Linked DNA regions of Mus musculus: region 2 is linked to region 1. The links are chromatin contacts, called in public promoter capture Hi-C maps. All regions are on one chromosome and are shown on one strand. The core of a region is the stretch at or near the end of the contact, and the rest is flanking DNA. Distances in the headings are between cores, read along the strand shown. Region 1 holds the start of Mtmr4 (myotubularin related protein 4). Region 2 holds the start of Ankrd40 (ankyrin repeat domain 40).

The links. Promoter capture Hi-C pulls out the DNA fragments that hold promoters and counts their contacts.
Region 2: a contact with region 1 is called in a promoter capture Hi-C map of liver, with 5 times the contacts expected there. The contact joins the promoter of Ankrd40 here to the promoter of Mtmr4 in region 1. A contact is called at or near these places in 2 of 39 promoter capture datasets (cranial neural crest and liver).

What each region holds. Positions count from the first base shown.
Region 1 is chr11:87,589,335-87,596,297 of GRCm38.p6, reverse strand. It overlaps Mtmr4 (myotubularin related protein 4), which reads right to left and starts at 4,132. Exons shown (of 19, transcript NM_133215.2): 1 at 4,048-4,132; 2 at 2,865-2,909. The coding sequence starts at 2,867. Septin4 (septin 4) reads right to left here. Exons shown (of 14, transcript NM_001368775.1): 11 at 6,734-6,830; 12 at 6,480-6,642; 13 at 6,243-6,289; 14 at 5,755-5,982. The coding sequence ends at 6,271.
Region 2 is chr11:94,325,139-94,332,101 of GRCm38.p6, reverse strand. Ankrd40 (ankyrin repeat domain 40) reads right to left here and starts at 4,101. Exons shown (of 5, transcript NM_027799.2): 1 at 3,715-4,101. The coding sequence starts at 3,848.

The DNA of each region.
Region 1 (6,963 bases), core at 2,883-5,382:
GATGGAGTATGTGAGGGGGAGGGGACTGGAGACCTAGAGACAGCTCACAAACATCTAAGCTTCTCGTTCAGTTCAGCCCCGTAACATCCCACACAGCCTACCAGGCACATCCTACATCCCCAAGCAAGGATGAGGCGGGTGGGACCAAGATGGAGAGGAGGTAATGGGATGTACCCCTGCAGGGCGGGGCCTGGAAATCTGCAGTCAAGGGCAGTGGCTGCAGAGCCAGAAAGAATCACAGAATTTTCATTCCCAGTACCCGCTTTCCTGAAGCAATTCAGAGAAAAGAGCTAACCCGTATCCCCTGTCCCTAAGGTTTGAGGTCGTGTCGGGGTCTTTGGGCGGGGCTGTGGGTACAGCATGCGTTGGGTGCTCCCCCCACCCCCGCCCCAGGCCCTGGCAGGACAGGCCTGGCACTTACGAAGCAGCTAAGCATGGAGCAGGAGACGCGGGCGGTCAGGCTCATGGTCACGGGCTGTCTGGACCAGCGCACATGTCCCCGGAGCCGCTGCGCTGCCCGCCAGCCCCGGGCACCCGCTGCATCCCGGCTGCGGGGCCCGCCTGATGCAGCCACGGCCAGAAGCAAGCGCCCTGGCGCCAGGACCCAGCCTCTGCTCCCGCGCGCCTCTCCCCTCCTCTCCACAATGGAGCGGGCTCGGCTCCGCCCTCTGGCAAGAGCGAAGGGAGGGGAGCTCAGCGACAGGAGAGCCCAGGACTCCGCCGAGGAGGTGGAGGCGAAGGCGGAGGCAGAGAGGCTCCTCCCGCCCCGCCCGCCGCCCTGGCTCCGCCCTCCCCGCAACCTGGGCAGCGGGGGAGACAACCACCACCACCACCACCACCTCTCCAGGGAACTCTAGGGACATTCTAGAGTGGGACGAGGGCCCGCCCCAGGACTGCTCAGAAAGAAGAAGCGAGTCCGCCCACACCTTTTCATTTCCCATCTTTCCAGGTGTGCTACCCTACACCCTGCTTGTCGCACAGTTCCCACACCCTCTTCCCTTTTCCCAGAGCACTCTACGCTTGCTGCAGATCCTAAGATGGAGCTCTCCCCACGTTCTTTACAGCCCCAAGCCTGCCTTCTTTCCCTCCGAAACCACGGCCCAGCACGCTCTATTCACTGCCTCCCTGCTTACACTAACCTCCGTTTGTCCTCTTAAAAAGACTATTGGTCTAGTCTTATCGTAGTGGACATGCCACACTTCTCTAAGGGAAACCCTTGGACTTTGTATCTTACCATCCTCACGAACCCTCCTTAGTTCCATCTCTCCCTTGATTCCCAACCACAGATAAGAAAATCCTTTGGAAGAACTTCTTAGTCTAAGAGAAGAACTGATTATGGGTCACTGAAGCTATAGAAAGCTACAACGAAAACAACAACAAAACTCAAACCCCAGGAGTAGAGCAATGAATAGTGTTGGGTAGAGAGCCAAGGCATAAGCAGTTCGTGATAAGCAAGCGGCTTGGTGTCTCCAAAAGTAACAGAAAGCTTACTACAAACTCTTACACTTCCTGTACCTGGTAACCTCACAAACCAGGGCTTTTGTTTGGGGGGACTTGGGATGAATTTTTAATTACGTACTTACAATAATGGCCAGCAGTGGCAAGCATGACCCTAACTCTCCAAGAATAAAGCTGGAGCGCATTTCACGGGTGAGACTGTAGGCTTAGAGAGAAACGGTGCAGTTCTCCTAAGTGGTGGTGCTACGATGAAAGGAGACTCAGTGCGAAGTGCACAGCGTTCTCAGTGCACCACCGAGTTGGAATAGGGGATGAGCTATCAGTCCAAGGGGGCAGGCTCAGCAGTAGGCTCTCTGGAAAGAGCAGGGGCTAATGCACACATCACAGAGAGAACCAGGAGAGGAGGGACTTCACCACTGGCTGAATTCATTAACCTGTGACCCCTGGAAGGAACTGAAGAGATACAAAGGCTAGGTCCTGCCTGGAAAGGGCTTCAGTCTCCTTCATCATAACGGCTGAGCCCTAGCTCTCCCACCAGGACGGAGAGGACCCACCGTCAGAAGGCTGGCCAGGTAGATACTCAGTCAGCTGTCACCTGCAGTGGCTTAATAGACTGCAACACCTGGGAGCTGGAAAAGGCCTACAATTTGGGTGGAATCACTCCTGGGACAGCACCAACAATATATTCATGAGACTCACTGGGAGTTCAGGGATCTTATTTAAACACAAAACCAAAAAACCATGGAGTCTTTTCTGGAACTCACTACATAAGACTTGGCTGACGTCACTGAGAATCACCTTTCTCTGTCCCCAACTGATGTGATTAGAAGCCTGTGCCACCACGCCCTGAAGTTCAGGAATCTCAGATAAGAAAGACTTGTTTTCTTAAACCAGAATATGCATAGTTTTAACCGGGGATCCAAGTAAGAGGCGATATAGCGGTTTGTTAGAAGGGACGGCCTAACACCGAGAAAAACTACAAGCTGCTGAGCCCAGTGCTATATAGTGCCCGATATATATTTTTTTCAATCCTAAGAAACCATAAGCTAGATACATAGCTCAGTGTTAGAGTACTTGCCTATCATGTACAAGGCCCCACACTGCATTCACCTGCAATCTTAACACTTAGGAGATGGAGGGAGAAAGAGGGATTGCCCACAAGTTCAAGGCTGGCATGGGCTACATGTCTAGTACCAGGCTAACCAAAACTCTACAGCAAGAACCTGTCTCAAAACAACACTGCCCATCCAAAAAAAAAAAAAAAAAAAAGCATCAGGGCAAATGAGCCTGTTTAGGAAGTGAACAGAGTAACCAGGGGCACTAGGGCCAAGAGAGGTGGGGCAGCTTCCCTGAGTCAGACTGGAGGATGAGACACACAGTGGTATGAGGGAAAAGGAGCTACTCACCATTCTACCTTGGCGAGGGTCCTGGCTGCCTGCTCCTGCTCGTCACTAAAGGAGACAGAACACAAGAGGAAAGTGCACGGTCATTAACATCACCATAGAATCAACGATTGTCACACGGGTCTACCCCTGAACTTCTCTGCAACTCATTTTCCTCCACCACAGAGGATCCGGCGTCTCAAAAAGTCACCACACCAGTCAGGCAATGGAAGAAGCAACAAGTGACCCTGCCCGGTGAGAATTCCACCACAAAAGTTCCTGAGCAAGGCTAAGTATCATCCTAGCTTACTCAGCAGAACTCAAACGTTCTGATCCCCACACCCAGCAGTAGAGCACTCCAAACCCTGCTCTCTACAAAAGAGAAGAAATTCCAACTCTGAAGAGACAAAGACTGCCCAACTGGGACTCACTTTTGGCCCTGGTAGGGGCATGAATCCACAGGGCAGTTCGGCCAGTCTCTGAGTCTAGGAGTAGCACCCACCTGACCTGTTACTGGGGGCAGAGTCCAGAGCAGAGGACAAGAGGGAGAGGACCACAACCTGTGATAAAAGAGCAGCAGGGTTGGCCCGGTCCTGCTGAGCATACTTGAGACCAAGTAGGTGAAGGTTTGAGGGAGGAGGCCACACAACAGGAGCAGAATTAGGCCAGTCCGGCCTGGGAGACAACATCTGTCAAATGGGTCGAATTAACAAGGATTTCAAGTTAAGGCCTCCTGGGCCCACTTAGGGAGCCAGGTCTGAATTTCACCGACACTCCTTCATGTTTGGTATGCTCGAGGGGTGTGCAGCAGAGCCCCATAGGAGGCTACGGCGATTAAAGCCTCCATTGTGATCCTACCAACCTTCCCTCCCTCACGGGGGAGCCCGCAAGCGGCCAGCCGGAGGTGCTGCCTCACGGCTCCCTGGCTCGCGGCCTGAGAAACAGAGAGAGGAAGGGAGCGACAAGGACCAGGCCTAGGAGGCCCAGGGTTCTCACAGTTAGGGACTCTGGTCTTAGGGTGGGGGGTGGGGGAGGATGGGCTAAGCAGCCAGGAGATCCAGGTGCCCAGGTTTTAGGGGCGGGGCCAAGGCCTCGGAGGCGGAGCCCCAAATGACAGAGGGCGGGACTCAAGAGAGCCGGCGAGGGCCGGGCAGGACTTGGTCGTTGTGGTTCCCAGGCTGGCAGTGCACGGGGTACAGTGACTCACCCAGGCGGCGTCCGCCCGACCCTCCAAAGCCGCGCTCTCACCACTTCCGTCTCCCGCAGCTGCTGAGGCCGCGCAGCTCGAACCCCACCACGGTCCCTTGTCCCCAACCAATCGTATCTCTAGCCTCTACCCGCCCTGGCCAATAGCCACGCGAAGTCCCGCCCTGCCTCACCACGCAGCCGCCGCCCTCACTCTCCACGCTGCTCACTGGTCCAGTGGGCAGACGCCCTCTCAGCTTGTAACCTATCCGGCACCCGGAGACCAGACAGTACCCGGAGGGAGGAGGCTTGGCGCCAGAGAGCAGACACGACCAATAGGAAATCACAGCGCGTCCCTCTGGCAGCCAATGGGAGAGGAGTAAGAGGGGTCGCAGCCTAGGGCTCCGGGGACAGGAAGTACGGCCGCCCGTCGCCTACTGGTAGCGCAACTGGGGGGCGGGACATTGCAGGGAATGGTAGCAGTCACTTCCGGTGACGACCCCGCCCGAGAGGTAGTTCGCAAATGACCTCGCGGTGGCTCAGCGTTTTAACCCAGTGGTGTTTCTGTTTTGCTCCAGTAATGCGAGAAAGGAAGGGTAGCATGCCGGCTAGGAAAGGGGAAGGTCCCTTCCCAAACTCTCGGTTCCATCACTCTCGTGTTTCGTCGCCCGGTCGATGGAAAAGAAAATCCTGGATTTTTTTTTTTTTTTTTTGTCTGCGAAAGAGAAGAGCTGGGTTCGGGAACTGCTGAAGCCACAGGAATGGAAAACGTGAAAGACCCTCCTAGAAGGCCTGGGAGGAAGGAGCTCTCGGACTGGCAGCGCTGGCGGTTCCCTTTGCGTATCTGGACTGGTTGTTAACGACCGACCAACCTTGCCGTCCTTCGAGACCTGCATTGCCGCCAGTCCAGAGTCTCTCAGCCAAGAGAGAAAAACTGGGTCTGACTGCCATTAGCTAGCTGCGGCTTCTTAGTCTGTAAAAGGGGTAGAGGGACAAGACTGAAGCGCCTGGAGCCAGCACCGGGACGCAGGTCACCAGTAACGCTGGAGGTCTCCGTGATCCGCGCCACTACTAACCAAACTGAAGTGGCAAAGAGTCCTATTCTCGGCGGATAGTCCGAGTCCTGGAGTGGGTCTAGGCCCTGAGATCCTAGGCTAGTGTCCTCACGTCTTGGTTTCTGAAGTACTTACAGTTACTAAGTCATAGGAAAACAGAAATCTCTCCTGAGTTCACTGTTTTAGTTACAGGGTCTAGAACCCGGGTCTAACCTAGCGCATGCGTGATACTGAGCTCCTTGGAGACTATGGCATTTTGTTTTTCCCTATGTCCCAGCACTCTAATTACAGGACCTTCAGAATTTGTTCAGCACTGTACCACAAGCTTCCTGGAATTTGGAGCTTAATTCTGCATATCTATTTACCCAAATCTGGGGAAAGGCGGAAATCAGAGGTTGCCAGGTAGTTAATACCTTGTTTTTCCCAAGAGCAGCTACAAAATGAAGGTATTGTATACGGGAAACATGGAGGCTTGAGGCTCAGAAAGTGGAGCCAGAGTAGAAATGGTCAATAGGACAAGCTATGTTGTAAGCTGAGTGAACTCTATAAGCGAAAGGGAAATTTCCCCCTTTCTGTTTCCTACTAAAAGCCAGAAACCAGTACCCTTTCCATCAGCCTTTCAAACTAGTCATAGGAGCTATGTTTCCAGGAAATGGTAAAAATACAGAGACACCTGAAGCCACATATAGGTTAGTTTATTTCCTCTGAGTCTCTTGAGAAGTCAGCAGGGATATAAGGCGAACTGGTAGGAGCTGCGGGGGGTCCTGAGCAGAGCTGATGCAGGGAATAGAGGCTGGCATAGGCAGGAAGAAGAGATTTAAATATTCAGGTCCAAAAGCCAGTTAGTGAGTCTCCTTCATCTGTCTTTGGATTTTGTGTAACATCTCCTGCATCCGCCGCAGCTGAAACAGGCACATACATCATCAATGCAAGGTGTTTGATAGGAAGAGTCTGACTGTATTGAAGAAGTGTCCCCAGATTCTAATCCCTTGAGTCTGGGACTTTGGTGGCCCTTATGTATGATGGAAATGGCAGAACCACTCAACATCCCACCTATGTACCAGAGCATAAGGATAGGTCCTTCTATTCCCAAGCCAAGAGATAATGAGGCTTATCAAACGGAGGACTTCCCAGACTGACATCTGCATTGTATTGCTCTCACCTCTTCGTCTTTCTCCCGGATTAGCTTCTCAGTTTCTGGATCTGTCCCTGGTGGGACAGCAGGGATAGGGAAGTCAGTACCACTCTCTCTTGTCAGTTTGCTGAAGGGAGGGGGAAAGGAGGGTAGTAAGGTTGGGGGGACCCCAGCACCAACTTGAGTGAAGCCTGGGGCCTGCAGAGTAATAAGGGGAGGACTTGGGATTCCCCTGGCCAGCTTTGTCCTGGCTCCTGGTCATACTTGCGATTCCGTTCCTTCACTACTAGCCGGGTCATGCTCTGGATACACTGTGCCCTGTAGTTCTCGTAGTGTGTCTCTCGGGTCACATCCTTTAGGTCCTGCATGTGGGTACGCACCAGCATCGTCCTCAACTTGACAAAGTCGCAGTGACCTGGGTTTTCCACTGCATGGCAAGGCTAGGAGTCAGCCAGGGTCAGAGGTAAAGAAGAATTCCTAAGGGCAAGGGGACTCTGGTCCCAAGCTCAGAGCTTTACCTTCCACGATGCCCCAAGGGTAGAGGCGGCCTCGAACTCTCCGCCCCCTGGCTTCTACCACAGTGTTGCTGCCAATCACCGCAAATGGGATGCTTTCCTAAGAGAAGGTACAGTGGCCTGTCAGCATCCTTGTTCCATCCCCTGTCCCTCTCCACTTGGGTCTTCTGCTTTGCTCTAAGATGACAGGGTCCTCTTCCACCCCAACAGTCTGTCCTTGTATAGAATCCTCC
Region 2 (6,963 bases), core at 2,852-5,351, 6.7 Mb before region 1:
GCATGTGTATATGTGTTTATGCATGTGTGTGTGGTACCAGAAGCTGAAATGATGTCTTCAACATATGTTAGGCAAGCACCCTACCATTGATCTATGTAGCCAACTCACGTGCTTATTTCTTATTTAACTAGTGAACCTAGGATAAAATGGACATTGCTTAGCAAACTGCAGCTCAGAATGTTTTGTGTGGAGCTGTCTGTGGCATAGGCTTGAAAAGTGAATAATTACACTAAGTGAGCACTCAAAAATGAATGGATCAGGTTAAGGAAATGCTCCCTTTTGGAAAGAAGTTTTTACTGGAGAGTGAAAGAGTAGTTTACCGTGAGTGGGTCAGAGAGACTCTGAGACAAACAAACTGGTTTAGAGTACCACCATGTAAATGGGGTTAGGTGAACACAGCATGTTCTGGCCATCCCAGCAACCATCATTTACAGACTGGAGTTGGGTGACCATAGGCAGCTATAACTCAGAACCATTGCAGCCAGACAGCATTTCAACTTCTTCATAAACCACTATACTTATTTCTAAAGCCAAAGGGAACATATGACACTTGGATTACAATTGATGTGGAAACTCTATTTTTGAACTTCAACTCTTTAAACTTTATATTTGCAGTCAGCATATCCCATTAGGGCTGGGAAGTATTTTAGACCAGAGGCTTTGGGCATCATTCATCAACTGGGTATCATTCATCATTGCTGAAACTGTGGTTACTAAGCAACCAAGAATTGAAAGCAGTCACCAGTCTACTTTTCAATGTTGAAAAGAGTTGGGTTTTTTTTTCTTTTTTCAGGGTAACTTTATATGTCTCCCAACATGTTGCCTAATAATAAGAAAATAACAATAGCTAACACAAACATAATACTTTACATGTTGGACCCTGTTCTAAAAGCTCTGTTTAATCTTCAAAATATCCCCTTAGGATCTGGGTACAGTGGGGTTTGCCTATAGACTCAGCTATTCAGTAGACCAGGGTAGGAAGAGGGTAACTTTGAGGACAAGGGTTAAGACCAGCCCAGGCAACACAGCAAGGCCAAGTCTAAGAAGAAAAGGAAGAAGGAAGGAAGGAAGGAAGGAAGGAAGGAAGGAAGGAAAAGAAAAGAAAAGAAAACCCTACTACTGTGAATATTCTTCACTCATTTTACAGTCAATGAAGCTGGGTAACTAGCAAGCAAATAAGCAAATTATATAGTGTACTAGGCGGATATTAAGTGTCGTGTATCAATAAAGCAGAGTAAGAGATTAGGAACTGGCAGGGCTGGGGGAAGAGTTGCACAATTTTTAACGACAGGCAAGGAAAAGCCTTAGCATGAAGCTAATATTTAAGCTAAGATCCACATGAGGACTGAGAGCAAACCATGGTGTGTAAGAGAAAAGCTATCAAGACAAGAGGGAAGGCAAAATGCAAAAGTCTAGAATCCAGGCTGTGCTGTTGCTCCAGGAAAGGCAAGGAGGCCAGGGAAGAAGTGAACAAGGAAGCAAGTCAGGAGATGAGGCCCAAAGGTCAGGGAAAGGAGTGCATATTGGCTTCTTCTCACAGTAACATGGGAGCCACTAGAGGACTTTGAGTGAGGTGATCCAACTGTTCCAAGTCAGGGTAAGGCAAGTAGACTAGTAAGGATGCTAGTAGGAAGACTCTGGAACTATCCTGCATCACAAGTGGAGCTGGCTGGCTTTGTATCACAGTGTAGAGCTTGTGAGAGGTAGTCAGATTCTATCTGAACATAGAGGCAGCAGAACTGGATGACGGTACGTGGATGTGAAGGAAAGACAGGGACCAAGGACAGTGCCAAGCTTTGTGGTTTGGTTCATATAAGAGGGCAGGATGCGAAGAGCTGAAAGCATTAGGCCAAGAGCATAAGGCAGGATAAAGGGAATCTAGGAATTCACTCTTGGATTGAATAGATTGGAGCTGGAATTAAATCTATAGGAAGCCTCATCATGTCACCTCAAACTCACCTGATATACACTGTATATCTAGCACATGGCAGGCACTGTGCTGAGGGACTCAGATGTCAGATTCCTTTTTCAGCTCTAACAGTCATGTAGACCCACTAAATCCCAAATTTAGTAATTTAGGAGCATTTTTAAAAACTGAATGGTTTACTTAATTTTCCTGGGGTCTCAGTTTCTTCATCTTTAAGATGGAGAAAAATAACAATATCTCCTGATTACCCTGAGATAGGTTAAGTGTTTAGAACCACATCTGTGCCATAGAGCAAGTTCAATACTTGGTAGCTATTTTTCATCTCAATAAATACTAACAACACTTCTGAAAGACCTGGAAAACAAAGTAACTCAGGCAAGACCACACAGCTAGGCAGGCAGAACCTGCAGCAAGACCAGGCTCATTGTTCTGTAAAACACCGCCTCCCAGTGCCAAAACAGGAATTCACAGCTCTTGGACGCCATGGCAAGGCAAACACAGCTACAAGTGTTTTGACTACAAATGCTTCAAAAAAAAAAAAAAAAAGACTAGAAATTAGTGTCCACTGTCTCCAGGCTGTGGACAGCTATCCAGGCTAGTTTCTTTAGGGAAAGGAGTCAGACAGCTTTCTTAGGAAATTAGGAAATCTCATTTCTGACTCTGTTATCATATTGACAATTGTGCAATCAGGGCAAGACACTCTCTGGAATTCAAATGATCTCCAGTGCCCTTTCCATTCCAAAATGTATGGCTCGATTTACTGGGGGGTTTAAAATTCAAATTTAACTTTAAACTGGCAAAAGAGGCTAGATAAGCATTACCTGAATTAAAAAAAATTAATTGTAAAATGTCAAAAAAGGGTAGAAAGAAATACCACATTCAGTAACTCGAAACTAAAGATTTAGCCGGGCGTGGTGGCTCACGCCTTTAATCCCAGCACTTGGGAGGCAGAGGCAGGCGAATTTCTAAGTTCGAGGCCAGCCTGGTCTACAAAGTGAGTTCCAGGACAGCCAGGGCTATACAGAGAAACCCTGTCTCGAAAACCAAAAAAAAAAAAAAAAGAAAGAAACTAAAGATTTGTTCATATCTTAAAATGAGACAGACTCTGTATTGGGAAGGAGGCAGATCTGCTAGCCGACTTGTAAAGCCTTGGGTAAATTTCTCTAATTGGAAATTGTACTAAGCAAACAAAACACTCTACAGGGCAGACAAATGAGTCTCCCCTCAACAGGCAGCTGTAGGCAACAGCCAATCACTGTGGCATTAAAACAACTGAGGCAGAATTATTATGCAAGTGGCGAGGGTTTTGTAGTTGTTCCTTTTCTCCTGGTCTTGGCTAAAGAAACCGTGCTGGTTTTTTAAGATTGGCATTTGCTTCGTTGCTTATGCTTTCATCTCTGCACGAAGTGTTCTTCAGAAGCGCCCATGGCAAACTAATTCAAGCTTGATGAAATCCAGAGCAGAGTCGCCGAGAATCAAAGCCTCTATGCATCACCATTTGGGCCAAGTTAGAGCCAGGGGGCGCGCGGGGGGGGGGTGGCGTGGGTGGGCTCCAGTGTCCCGGAGGGCGCTGGCCGCGGTCAACCACAGAAGAAGGTATGGTTTGGGGAGGATGCGCTCCTGACTGCACCAGGCAATGGGAGATCGGGGCCAGTCTCGAAAGGGCCACGACCTGAGAGGCCTGGGGCACCAGGCGTCACCTTCGCCTGCGTCCTGGGTCACGGCTGACTGCTCCACGCCCCGAGCTCGCAGCCCTGAACCCTGGGCCTCCCCCGCTCGCCACTTACCAGCCGTTGACCTCATTTTGCGAGTTCACATCCACCCCGCTCTCCACCAGTTTCTGCACCTCCCGAATGTCCCCCAAGGCCGCCGCCTCCCGCAGCCTCTCCTGCTGCTCCTTCTGCTCTAGGAGGGCGCTCATCTTCCCCAGGGCCCCGGGCCCCGGGCCGCCCCGCCCCGAGCCTGTCAGCGCCGCCGCCGCCTCCGCGGCCGGCTCCCGGCCATGGGGAGGGAGCGCCGGGCTCGCCCGCCCCGCTCGCGCCTCCGCCCGCGCCCGGCCCAGGGCCTCGTGCGCCCGCCCGCCCACCGACAGCTCCCTGGCTGCTCGCGGCCCCGCAGGCCCAGGCCTCCTCCCCCACCGCGCCTCCGAAGGCCGGCTCCGGGGGACCCTATTCGGTGTGACAACATTGACCTAGATACTTTTCGTTCCCACCCGCGGCCCCGCCGCCCCGGCCGGCTGTTTATGTAACCACCGCACTGGATTATCTGCTGTGATTCATGGGCTATTTTTAGAGCTCCCACCCGGCAGCTTCCAGCGAGGAGGACAGACACAGGAATAGTTGCGAGGCGGAGGGATCCGACATTGTCGTTTGAGAGCCAGAAAAGCCTTATCCTCAGGAGCAGGCTGTTTAGCAGGCATTAAAAATAATTGGTGGGTTTCCACCCCCACTCCCCCAAGATTAGTTAGCTCTTTTTTTTTTTTTTTTTTTTCCATCTGAGCCAATTTTTACCCAGCAGGACGGGAAATGGGCTGAAAAGGATCCTACTATAATATGCCCATTATTTGCAGAGATAGATGACACTGTTCTTTCTTATTTTTGTCAGTGCTTGGGACCATTCAGCTAGAATATTTATTTCAGCTGTTACTGTTTTTATTTTACCCTTTATCGGTTTTAGACAGAAATTCTTCCAACTTGGCTTTCATGAAGATTAACATTGATTCTAGTTTATAAAATGCAACTCGTTATAGCTTATAAATTATAATTAATTATTCTGAAAGTCATCTAAGGAAAGACGGAGGGCGGGGCGGGGCGGGGGCGGGCGGGCGGGGGGAGCTCTTTGTCATCCTAGTCCTGATTCCAGGCACTGAGGGTAGAGCTATGGTGTGTTCATAAACAGCCGTGTGCAGTACTCCATGCCTAATCTAGTTAATGAGGCTCAGAGCCTTGGTTGGCACTGTTCTACTACCCAATGGGACAAGCAGAAAATATTGTTTTGCTGAGCTCAGGTGCCTTGGAGAGATCCCTGATGTGGCACTGGTGAGAACTTTGCAGATGGGGTGAAAAGATTAAGGAAAACACCCTGGGGAGGCAGAGAGGAGGGCCTGAACAAAGCCAAGATGAAACAGGAAGGGGTACTTTTAGGTATAGCGTCTTTATTTCCATTCTTCGGGGTTGCCCAGGGCACACAGCATGCATTTGTCTTGTTACTGCTTAAGAAAAAGCAACGTCTGTTTATTATGATACAGTAATTCACACAGTACACACTGCACACCAGGAGTGATGAATATCAACTGACTAAACACTTAAATTGACCCCGGTGGCAAATTGGAACGCGGCTTGAGCCTACACTTGGATTTGTTTCCACAGTTTAAAATTTAATTCTCGGATCCAACATAGTGCTCCATCTGAGGCTGATGGGAATGGCATTGAAACTCAGTCTTTAACACAGTCTGAGGGACAAGAAATAGCAGTCTTTTTTTTTTTAAAGGCAATTTAAAAAGATTGTAGCAGGCTGGTGATTTGGCTTAGTGAAAGAGTACTTACCCAAACAAGGCACAGGGTTTCATCCTCAGAGTGGTAACAAACAAAGTCAAACAGCAGCAATGACATTAAATTAGGTGCGCTCCAAAATTCATGGTTTTTTGTTTGTTAAATTTTCTTTCCTTAAAAGAATTATATCGGGCTAGAGAGATAAGCCAACAGTTAGGAGCATTTGTTGCTTTTGTAAACGAGGCCCAGGATTTGATTCTCAGCACCAACATGGTGGCTCTCAACCATCCATCCGTAACTCCAGTTCCAGGGGATCAGATGCCCTCTTCTGACTTCTTCAGGTTTAAGCATCCACATGTGCACATGCATACATGCCAGCAAAACACATGCACATGGAAACAAAACAAAACAAATAAAACTGAAAAGGGAGCCAGGCAGCCACTTTAATCCCAGCACTTGGGAGGCAGAGGCAGGCAGATTTCTGAGTTTGAGGCCAGCCTGGTCTACAGAGCGAGTTCCAGGGCAGCCAGGGCTATACAGAGAAACCCTGTCTCGAAAAAAAACAAAAACAAAAACAAACAACAAAAACTGAAAAGGGAAAGAAACAGAAAAAGAAAGGCGACTGACTGTGAGCCAGAAGAGTACACCAATAAGCATGACCAGCTCAACAGCCCTGCCTCTGGGTTCCTGCCCTGCCTGACAGCCTGCCTTGGCTTCCCTTGATAATAGACTACAAGTTGGGAAAAAAAAAATGGCCGGGCGTGGTGGCACATGCCTTTAATCCCAGCACTTGGAGGCAGAGGCAGGCGATTTCTGAGTTCGAGGCCAGCCTGGTCTACAAAGTGAGTTCCAGGGTAGCCAGGGCTACACAGAGAAACCCTGTCTTGAAAAACCAAAAAAAAAAAAAAAAAAAGAACTAAGAAGTGGATGGTGATGGCACATACCTTTAATTCCCCAAACTTGGGAGGCAGAGGCAGGCGGATTTCTGAGTTTGAGGCCAGCGTGGTCTACAGAGTGAGTTCCAGGACAGCCAGGGTGATACAGAGAAACCCTGTCTTGAAAAACAAAACAAAACAAAACAAAACAAAACAAAATTGGTGACCTAAGACAGGATCCAAGCTTAGGTCCTCAAGCGCTCTTAGCAAGTACCTTTCTGTCTGAGCTATCTCTTTAGCCCTGAATTCACTTTTTAATCTCTTGACTTGAAACTGTTGACAGACCTATATGTTTGTTTTGTTTGTATGTATCTCTTTCAGTGCTGAGGATTCAACCTATAGCTTCCCACATGCCAGGGTAGCTCTCTGCTTGGAGTTCTACTTCTCACCCAAGAAGCTGTTTTTCTTTTTCTTTTTTTTTTTTCAAGATTTATTTATTTATTATATGTAAGTACACTGTAGCTGTCCTCAGACACTCCAGAAGAGGGAGTCAGATCTTGTTACAGATGATTGCGAACCACCATGTGGTTGCTGGGATTTGAACTCCGGACCTTTGGAAGAGCAGTCGGGTGTTCTTAGCCACTGAGCCATCTCTCCAGCCCAGAAGCTG